2 separate regions of the Sus scrofa genome follow, and region 2 is linked to region 1. A link is a contact called in public HiChIP or PLAC-seq data. All regions are on one chromosome and are shown on one strand. The core of a region is the stretch at or near the end of the contact, and the rest is flanking DNA. Distances in the headings are between cores, read along the strand shown. Region 1 has its middle 68 kb from the start of SERTAD2. Region 2 has its middle 89 kb from the start of AFTPH.

Region 1 (3,777 bases), core at 803-3,302:
TAGATGCTCACACGATTAAGTGCCATTTTCCAGCCACTAGTGCCTCTGTCAGAGCCTTTTGTAATATGCTTCTGTCTTGATGAGCCCTTCACTGGAGACAGGGAGCCCTGGACACCAGATCCCTAATACCTGCTGTCCTCTGGGTGATTAATTCCTGGACTTATGGACCTCAGAAGTTTATGAAAATAAACATGCTCTGTGAGTCTTGGCAAGGATACTTTTGAATGTCTACAAGATGGCTATTTCAAAATCAACCTATGTGTGGACAAGACAAAGCTTGAAGTCCTTGACTAAGACATTGTGTGTGCCAAGTTTAAAAGTGGAAGACAATGCCTCTTGGGCTAGTTGATTCAAATACAAAACAGAAGGCAAAATGTTATTATGATATCAAGTTCCATTGGCTCAAATTTCCTTTAGCATGCATAGGCTCTGGGGTCAGGCAGACCTGAATTCAAATCCCTTTTGTGCTCCCCAGCAGTGATGAGATGATATAAACCTGTTCTGAGCCTCAATTTGAAAATCTATGGAATCGTCCAAACACCCACGTCAGAGGGCTGCCATGAAGGTTAAATGACAATGAAGAACCTAGAACAGAACCAGGTCTGAAGTGGGTCCTCACAATGTTAAAGGTTCAGTTTCATTGCCCTTATCTTCCTGCATTAGAAACAGGTGTCAAGGGATGGAGAAGTATTACTGTCACTGATCTCAGCAGAGTCCCCAGGAGTCTGGATTATGCATCATTCTCTTCTATCCCAGACTTTATCCTCGGCACATGCAAAATGCTGGGGGAGGAAGACCCTGGAATTAGGAGTCTGGAAGGAGTCTGGACAATGCAAAGATGAGGGACTAAAGAGACAAAATCACCAGGGAAAGCATTTTCTCTTTGAATGCGGTAGGCTTTTTGCCCCTTGTGGAAGAAAGTCAAGGCAGTGAAGGTCCTGCAGAGGAAGAGTGAAGACTGAAGGCTCCCTGGCAGGCAAGAGGAAGGGAAGTAAAGGGGTCTGCAGAGACTAGCAAGACGGGTCAAGCTGGAAGAGCCTGGACTGTCCCTTCAGGCTCAATTGGGAGAGCAGGGCAAATTGGAGAAGGACAAATGGAGTGACGACAAGCCAATCTGGTCCCTTCCTGGTAACAGGAAGTGGGGCCGCTAGGTCTGGGCCACCTCATATAATAATTAGAGCTAACATTTAAAGACCCCTTGCCATGGCTATATATCCATTCATTTATTCTGCATTACAACTCTATGAGGTAGTTACTTAGGCCCAAAGAAGATGTGGTTGCCAGTTCTGAAAGGTGATTCAGTGATCCTTACCTCCTGGTGCGACACCCCTAAGGACTTTCCTCTGATGCTGAACTAAGGGCCGCTCTGTCCCTAATACTTGCCTGTGACCCTGCCTTTGGAAGACATGTTTCTGTAGTTCTGGTGGCGTCTGCCCCTCCACCATTGGAAACAGATACAGAGACACTCCTACATTCTCCTGAGGTCCTGAACCAGCCTGGCCTGCCACTTCCTGTCTGTCCTCTGAGAGCTGGGAGAAGACAGGCATGATTCAGGTAGTGAAGGAGGACGGGGGTGAGGAGACTGCCCCCATCCCTGAATACACAACCGTCCTTGCTGTCAGGGAGTCGAAAAGTCTTAAGAGGGCAGAGTTTTTTGTTCTATCATTATGGTAGGTAAGAAATTTAAAGGGCAAATACCACTAGGAACAAGAAGTAGGCACTGACTTGAACTCACATTAAGTCTAAATGACTCTGAGAGCTGACTTCAGAGCAGGAAAAGACCAGAGACTGGGGCTGGGGTTGGGAGTGAGGGACGAAAAGAAGCCACAGAGGAAAGAAAAGGAAAGCAGAAAAGGAAGGCTTTATTTAGCCGACATGAACAACAGTTCTTCAGACAAGTCCTGTCTGGAAGCCCTCTTAAGGTCCATGTCCTAAAATCTCCAGATTTCAGCCTGGACAATGCCAGCTAAGTCACTGACTGAAGGGAGGGGGTGGCTGAAAGTGGCTGGATTCACTCGCCGCCGGACACACATTTGCCAGAAAAGGAAGTGGGGGTGTTGGGGACATTATTTCCACTTCCTGGATACACATTCAAACATGGAATAACTGAGTCCTAACAGGACAAGGCAATAAAATAATCGACCACCCCAGGCGGTACCACACCCAACACAATTCAGAATAGAGTAAGAAGTAGTTGTATTTTTAAGGCTTCCAAAGAGCAGTGCCTAGCTGCCACCTTAAATCTAAAGGACAACAAAGGTAGCTCTGGAATACTTTTTTAAAAAGCCAGCTCTGAAAAAGTTGGACACAACCTCTTTGCCTTTTAATAAAATTAAATAAATTGTGGTACATTGAGCCAGTGGACTACAATGTGACCTCTCCAGAAAGCGGGCTGTTTCTATGTAGTGCTATGGAAGGTTCACCAAGATAAATGTGAAAAAGGCAGAGGCAGAACAGTGTGGATAATACCCTACATAGTGTGCATAGTACATTTTACTACATTTGCACAGAATAATAACAGCCATATTCCTGTAGATGTGTAGAATGTCTCCAGAAGCACACACATCAATGTGTATGAGCTACTAAAAATAATAACGGGATTTAAATCAGGATAGCCATTCTCCTTACGGGGTCTGTTGAGGGGTGGGGGGCGGCGCATCTCTGATGCCGTGGATATTCTGTTCTTGACCTGGGTGCTGGTTACACGACATGTTTGGTTTGTGAACACTCACTGGTCTGTACTTATGATTTGTGCGCTTTTCTATGTTCACTTCCAAAAATTTTCTGAATAATAAGTACAAGGGAGTTCCTATTGTGGCACAGGGGAAATAAATCTGACTGGGAACCAGGAGGTTTTGGGTTTGATCTCCAGCCTCGCTCAGTGTGTTAAGGGTCTGGTGTTGCCCTGGGCTGCGGTTTAGGTTGCAGACAAGGCTCAGATCCTGCATTGCTGTGGCTGTGGTGCAGACAGGCAGCTGTAGCTCCAATTGGACCCCTAGCCTGGGAACCTCCATATGTCACCAGTGCAGCCTTAAAAAGCAAAACAAAGTTTCATCTGCTCTGTTACTTAAGCTTAAGGGAAAAAATAAAATAAAATAAATAAGTACAAGAATACAAAATATAATCTTAAAATACTTTTGAATGATAATGAAAACATAACTCCAAACTCAGGCAATGTGAGAGGCTCTCATTCCTTTCCCCAGCAGATTAGTCTTGACTCTCACTCACACACCCGATTCAGTGCAGGGGATGAAAGAGGCTTACGTTTCAGTGGTCCCCAATCTGGCCTCATTTACTCTTCCTTCACTCTGACCTCAGCCTCCTGTTTATCAATTGCTTCAGGACTTTTTTTTTTTTTCCCCTCAAAACAGATTAAGCCACAGTTGTTCATCTGTTCAACAAAGTCTGCCCGCTGTGCAGTCTGTAGCTCTGCAGGGTTGGGGTGGTGCAGAAAACCTGCTGGCTGTGAAACAGAAGGGGAGTTGTTTTATTTCAAGCCGGTACTTTTCAGCATGAGCAAGCATATTTCATGTTTAAAAAGAGAGAGAGAGAGAAGTGAAGACTTAATTCCTTGATATCTTAAATTGAAGAGGAAGAAAAGAAACATTCTTTTATTCATACAAGGTGGGGATATTTTTCTTAAAGGGGTCACAGATTGTCCCAGAAAGAAAAAAAATCAAGTGCATTCCAACCCCACTTTCAAATTTGATCCTAGGCATTCCCTTTAAGGAAAGTTGGGTGTCTGCCCAGGAAGTTTGGAGCAGTGGCCAAGAGTCA
Region 2 (3,777 bases), core at 368-2,867, 210 kb before region 1:
ACTCCCAAATGCTATAATTTCTAATCTGTTTCTACAATCACCAGACTGCGTGGTTGTCCTGAATAACAGGAAGGCCTCTGGCTTGCACTGTGCACTGCAGAACTCCAGGGGGCGCCTTCACAGAATCAACAGCAAAATGGCACCTCTGGAGCTGCAGTGCACAACCCTTGCCACCACACACAGTGGCTTTGACCACTTCTGCTGAAGAGGTCAAATGCTCACATGGCCAGCCCTTCCTGGAGGCTGTCCCAGTTGGCTGGTCCCAGCTCTCTGGCAGAACTGGCTGGTGGGTCCCAGCCTGAGAATTATGTGGGCTTCATCAGTCCAAGGCAGTGGAGGTGTTTGTATTTTGGAACCATTACCAATAAGTGGGCTCCCCACGCCCTGCACAGGCTCAGGTCCAGAAGAGCCTCTCCACAGCCCTGAGCCTGGTGAAGCCTTGGGCCTCTGGCAGACCTTTCTTAAATGTTCTGTGTGGTTTGCTGAGGATTCCCCTGCTTTAAATTTTTGAAGAAAAGTTGCAGGCAGACTTTTAAGTTGTTAAGCTTGGGAGCTGGCACCAAAGAGTCTTATCACATTCAGAATGTAACAGCATCCCTGTCTTTCCTACTACTTTTTAACTTTTATTTAGACTCTGTGAGCCAAACATGCATATAAAATACTATCTATATCTATATATCATATAGGTATATGTATCTTTAAGCTACTGGGAGAGGCGTTTCTGCCACTTGCAACCAGACTGTCTTACACACTTCTCCGAACCATCTGGACATTTTGTGGGAGCTTTGCTTCCTGCAGAGGGGGGCAGGGGTGGCCTTTGGGTTAATGTGTTGGAAGCTGCCACTGAGCTTATAAATTAAGAACTAGCATCTTTGAACTCACTGAGTAAATCTATAGGAAGATGGAGTTAAGTTGAAAATAAAGTCATTTCCACACAGTCTTGGAAGCACATGTGTGCAGTCTCAAATCTAAACGCTATTTGACTTTCTGCTCATGAGCTCTCAGCTCAGTGGCAGCCGCGCCCCTGGACCCGGCTGCCCAAGGTCCAGCAGGGCCTGTGCTGCAGGGACGGGGCCAAGCAAGGCTTGAACCTCCAGTGTAAGGTACAGTCACAGCTGTCGCCTGCCCAGCTGGATTTTCCAGTCCAACCTGCGTGTTCCTTCCTGTTCCTTCTCTCATCCCCCAGCAAACCAGGCTGCAAACTAGGCAAGATAGTGAGGGGATTCCCGTGGGGGCCTTTCCTGATGTAGGGACTCTGCCAGCCCCACTCTTGGAGGCCAGGATGAGGGAGTGGAGCTGGCAAAGGTGCCTGAGAGGCCCCCTCCACCTTCTCTCTTCCTTCCCTCCAGCACCTCGCAGCCCCTGCCTGCCCACACCCCTGTTACCCCTCGCACCCGGACCCCATTCCACTATCTGTCTCTCACCGGTCAGTGTGGGCAATCCTAGCTCTCTAGAGCTGGAAGGAAGCTCAGCAACCATCTCCAATGCAGTTGCTTTACAGAAGGAGAAACTGAGGCCAGTGAGGCGAGGTGAGCTGTTAAAGGCCACGTGGCTGTGAGGAGCTGCCCTGGGCATAGAATCTAAGGCTCTTGACAGAGGCCCACGGTCTTGCGGGGGTGGGGTGGGGTGCCTGTGGGTCTCTCTCTGTCTCTCTCTCGCTTCCCTCCCCTCCCCCTTGGGCTGGGAGGAGAGCCCAGCGCTAGCGACAGGCAGCCGTAGAGAAGGAAGTGTTTGAGAGCCAGGGACCCAGCCAGTCTGGACATTCAGAAGGGACGCTCCAGTCCATCCCCCGTGGCGCCTTTGTCTCCCTTCCGGGCAGTGGGCACAGAGGCTGGGGAAGCCGTGCCGGGCCGCCCGCGCCCTGGGTGGCCCGTGGGGCCTTCTGCCCGCCGCCGCCGCCGAGGCGCCCGCCGCCCCGTGTCACCCGGCCCCAGTCGTCGCGCCGCCGCCCGCGGTTCCGGCCTCCGCCGCTTCCTTCTCGGGTAGGGCCTGGCGTCCGCGCCCTCCGCCCCGAGGTCTGACCCCGGCCCTCCTCCCTGGGGCGCGCCCCTGGGTCCTCCCTCGGAGCTCCCCGGCCGAGTGTCCTCTAAAAGCGGCCCTGGGACCAGCAGCAGCAGCAGCAGCCCCCGCACTTGAACTTAGAAGTGCAGGCTCTCGGGCCAGCGGTGGATCTCCGGACCCAGCAAGCTAGGTTCACAGGCCCTCCCCGGGGTTCGCGAAGTTTGAGAACCGCGGCTCTGGAGCACCGACACCCCCGTCCAGCTCGGCAGGAGGCCAGACTGAGCTCCCTGAGGACGCCGATCCTGCCTCGGTTCCCTCAATTAGCGGGCTGTTCTGGGCAGTCCTTGGCCTCTGCTGAGTATTGGCCTGGTGAGGGGGGCTGGCGGGAGGCTCTTTCCTACAGTCAGCCCTGGGATTCTTTAATAAAAAGTAGCTTTCTTCAATGATGACCAGGAGTGACTTGGAAATTGACACAAATTACCTCAAAGACTTGATCCACTTAGCATCTCTTTAGATTAAATCCCAAATTGTTTACAACGGAGCTGGAAAAGCACTCTGGCCGCATTGTCAATGGCCTCTGAGGGGTTTCCAGCACCTGGTGGGGCTCATATATCCAGTCCTCTCATAGAGAACCGCAGGCCATTGCGCTATGGATGTCATTTATAGGCTGATTTGAAAATCTGTCCAAGAAAATGTTGGATACTTTTGAAGATGCTGATCGAAAGGTTCACGAAAGGTTGTTCCCATTTCATAGAAAGAGACAATTTCCCTGACCTAAAAATGTGGGAAAAGATGTAGCCATGATATTTTGTCTTTTTTCCCCAGAATATTCTGTAATATTTTTACATAATGTCCTCAGTAAAATTAAAAACATGCATAACTTGGAGTTCCCATTGTGGCTCAGTGGTAATGATCCCCGCTAGTATTCATGAGGATGTGAGTTCGATCCCTGGCCTTGTTCAGTGGGTTAAGGATCCGGCGTTGCCATGAGCTGTGGTGTAAGTCACAGACAAGGCTCAGATCTGGTGTCCATTTTACAACCAGCAACTTTTGAGCCACACCGCCCTTAACTCAAAGGAGTAATTCTGATGTTCTAAATTGGAGTTCTGAATCTGGAGTCCAGATCAGAGATGGGGAGATTTGGTGGCCAGGTCTCTCAAGTCCCATCTCCCAGGACCCCGTTACCTGTTTCTGACATTTGAAAAGGCAGGGGGTGTTGGGATGAGAGAGGAGGACTTAGGGGATGGGGACTTCCTGCTGGTTGGTGAGTACCCTGAGTGGCTGGGGCTGGGAGAGGGTTTGAGGGAGCAGAGGTTTGTTCAGAGCCAACCCGGATGTGTCTGGAGCCTTGGAAATATCCTTTCTCTTTGTCCCAGCAATTCCATGTCAGGTATTTCTCCTATGGGAATAATCAGGCTGTAAATGAACCACAACAATATGGGAGTGGTTTAAACAGGAGGGGCACCATCCCTGAGAGAACAATCTCTGCCATAAAAAATGCCATTTGTGAGGAATGACATCAACTGGAATTTAAGCTCCTTGGGGCAGGCATATGGACAGTCGGATATATGATACCAAACATAGCGCGTGATGGCATGAGAATCCAGTTCTGTTCTGTAGTGCCCTGTAATTTTAGGCAAGTTATGCAGAAATAGTCTGACTTTCCTCCCTCATAAAATGGGATAACAAAAAGCCTCCTGTGAACAATGAAGTAATGGAGGAGTTCCCTGGTGGTTCTGGGAGTTAAGGATTCAGCACTGTCACGGCTGTTGCTCA

What was found. HiChIP or PLAC-seq counts read pairs in DNA pulled down with a chosen protein or histone mark.
Region 2: an H3K27ac HiChIP or PLAC-seq map of alveolar macrophages shows a contact between it and region 1. The contact joins two enhancer-like sites. A contact is called at or near these places in 2 of 2 datasets of contacts at active chromatin or transcription factors (alveolar macrophages and skeletal muscle).

The regions. Positions count from the first base shown.
Region 1 is chr3:77,122,961-77,126,737 of Sscrofa11.1, reverse strand. No RefSeq gene overlaps it. Among named protein-coding and RNA genes, the nearest start is that of SERTAD2, 68 kb to the left of the region's middle. Within about 2 kb of position 2,052, at least 15 of the 83 cell types and tissues checked have an H3K27ac peak or open chromatin away from gene starts, as enhancers often do. A contact at or near this core is called in alveolar macrophages, where this site is marked.
Region 2 is chr3:77,332,316-77,336,092 of Sscrofa11.1, reverse strand. No RefSeq gene overlaps it. Among named protein-coding and RNA genes, the nearest start is that of AFTPH, 89 kb to the left of the region's middle. Within about 2 kb of position 1,617, at least 52 of the 83 cell types and tissues checked have an H3K27ac peak or open chromatin away from gene starts, as enhancers often do. A contact at or near this core is called in alveolar macrophages, where this site is marked.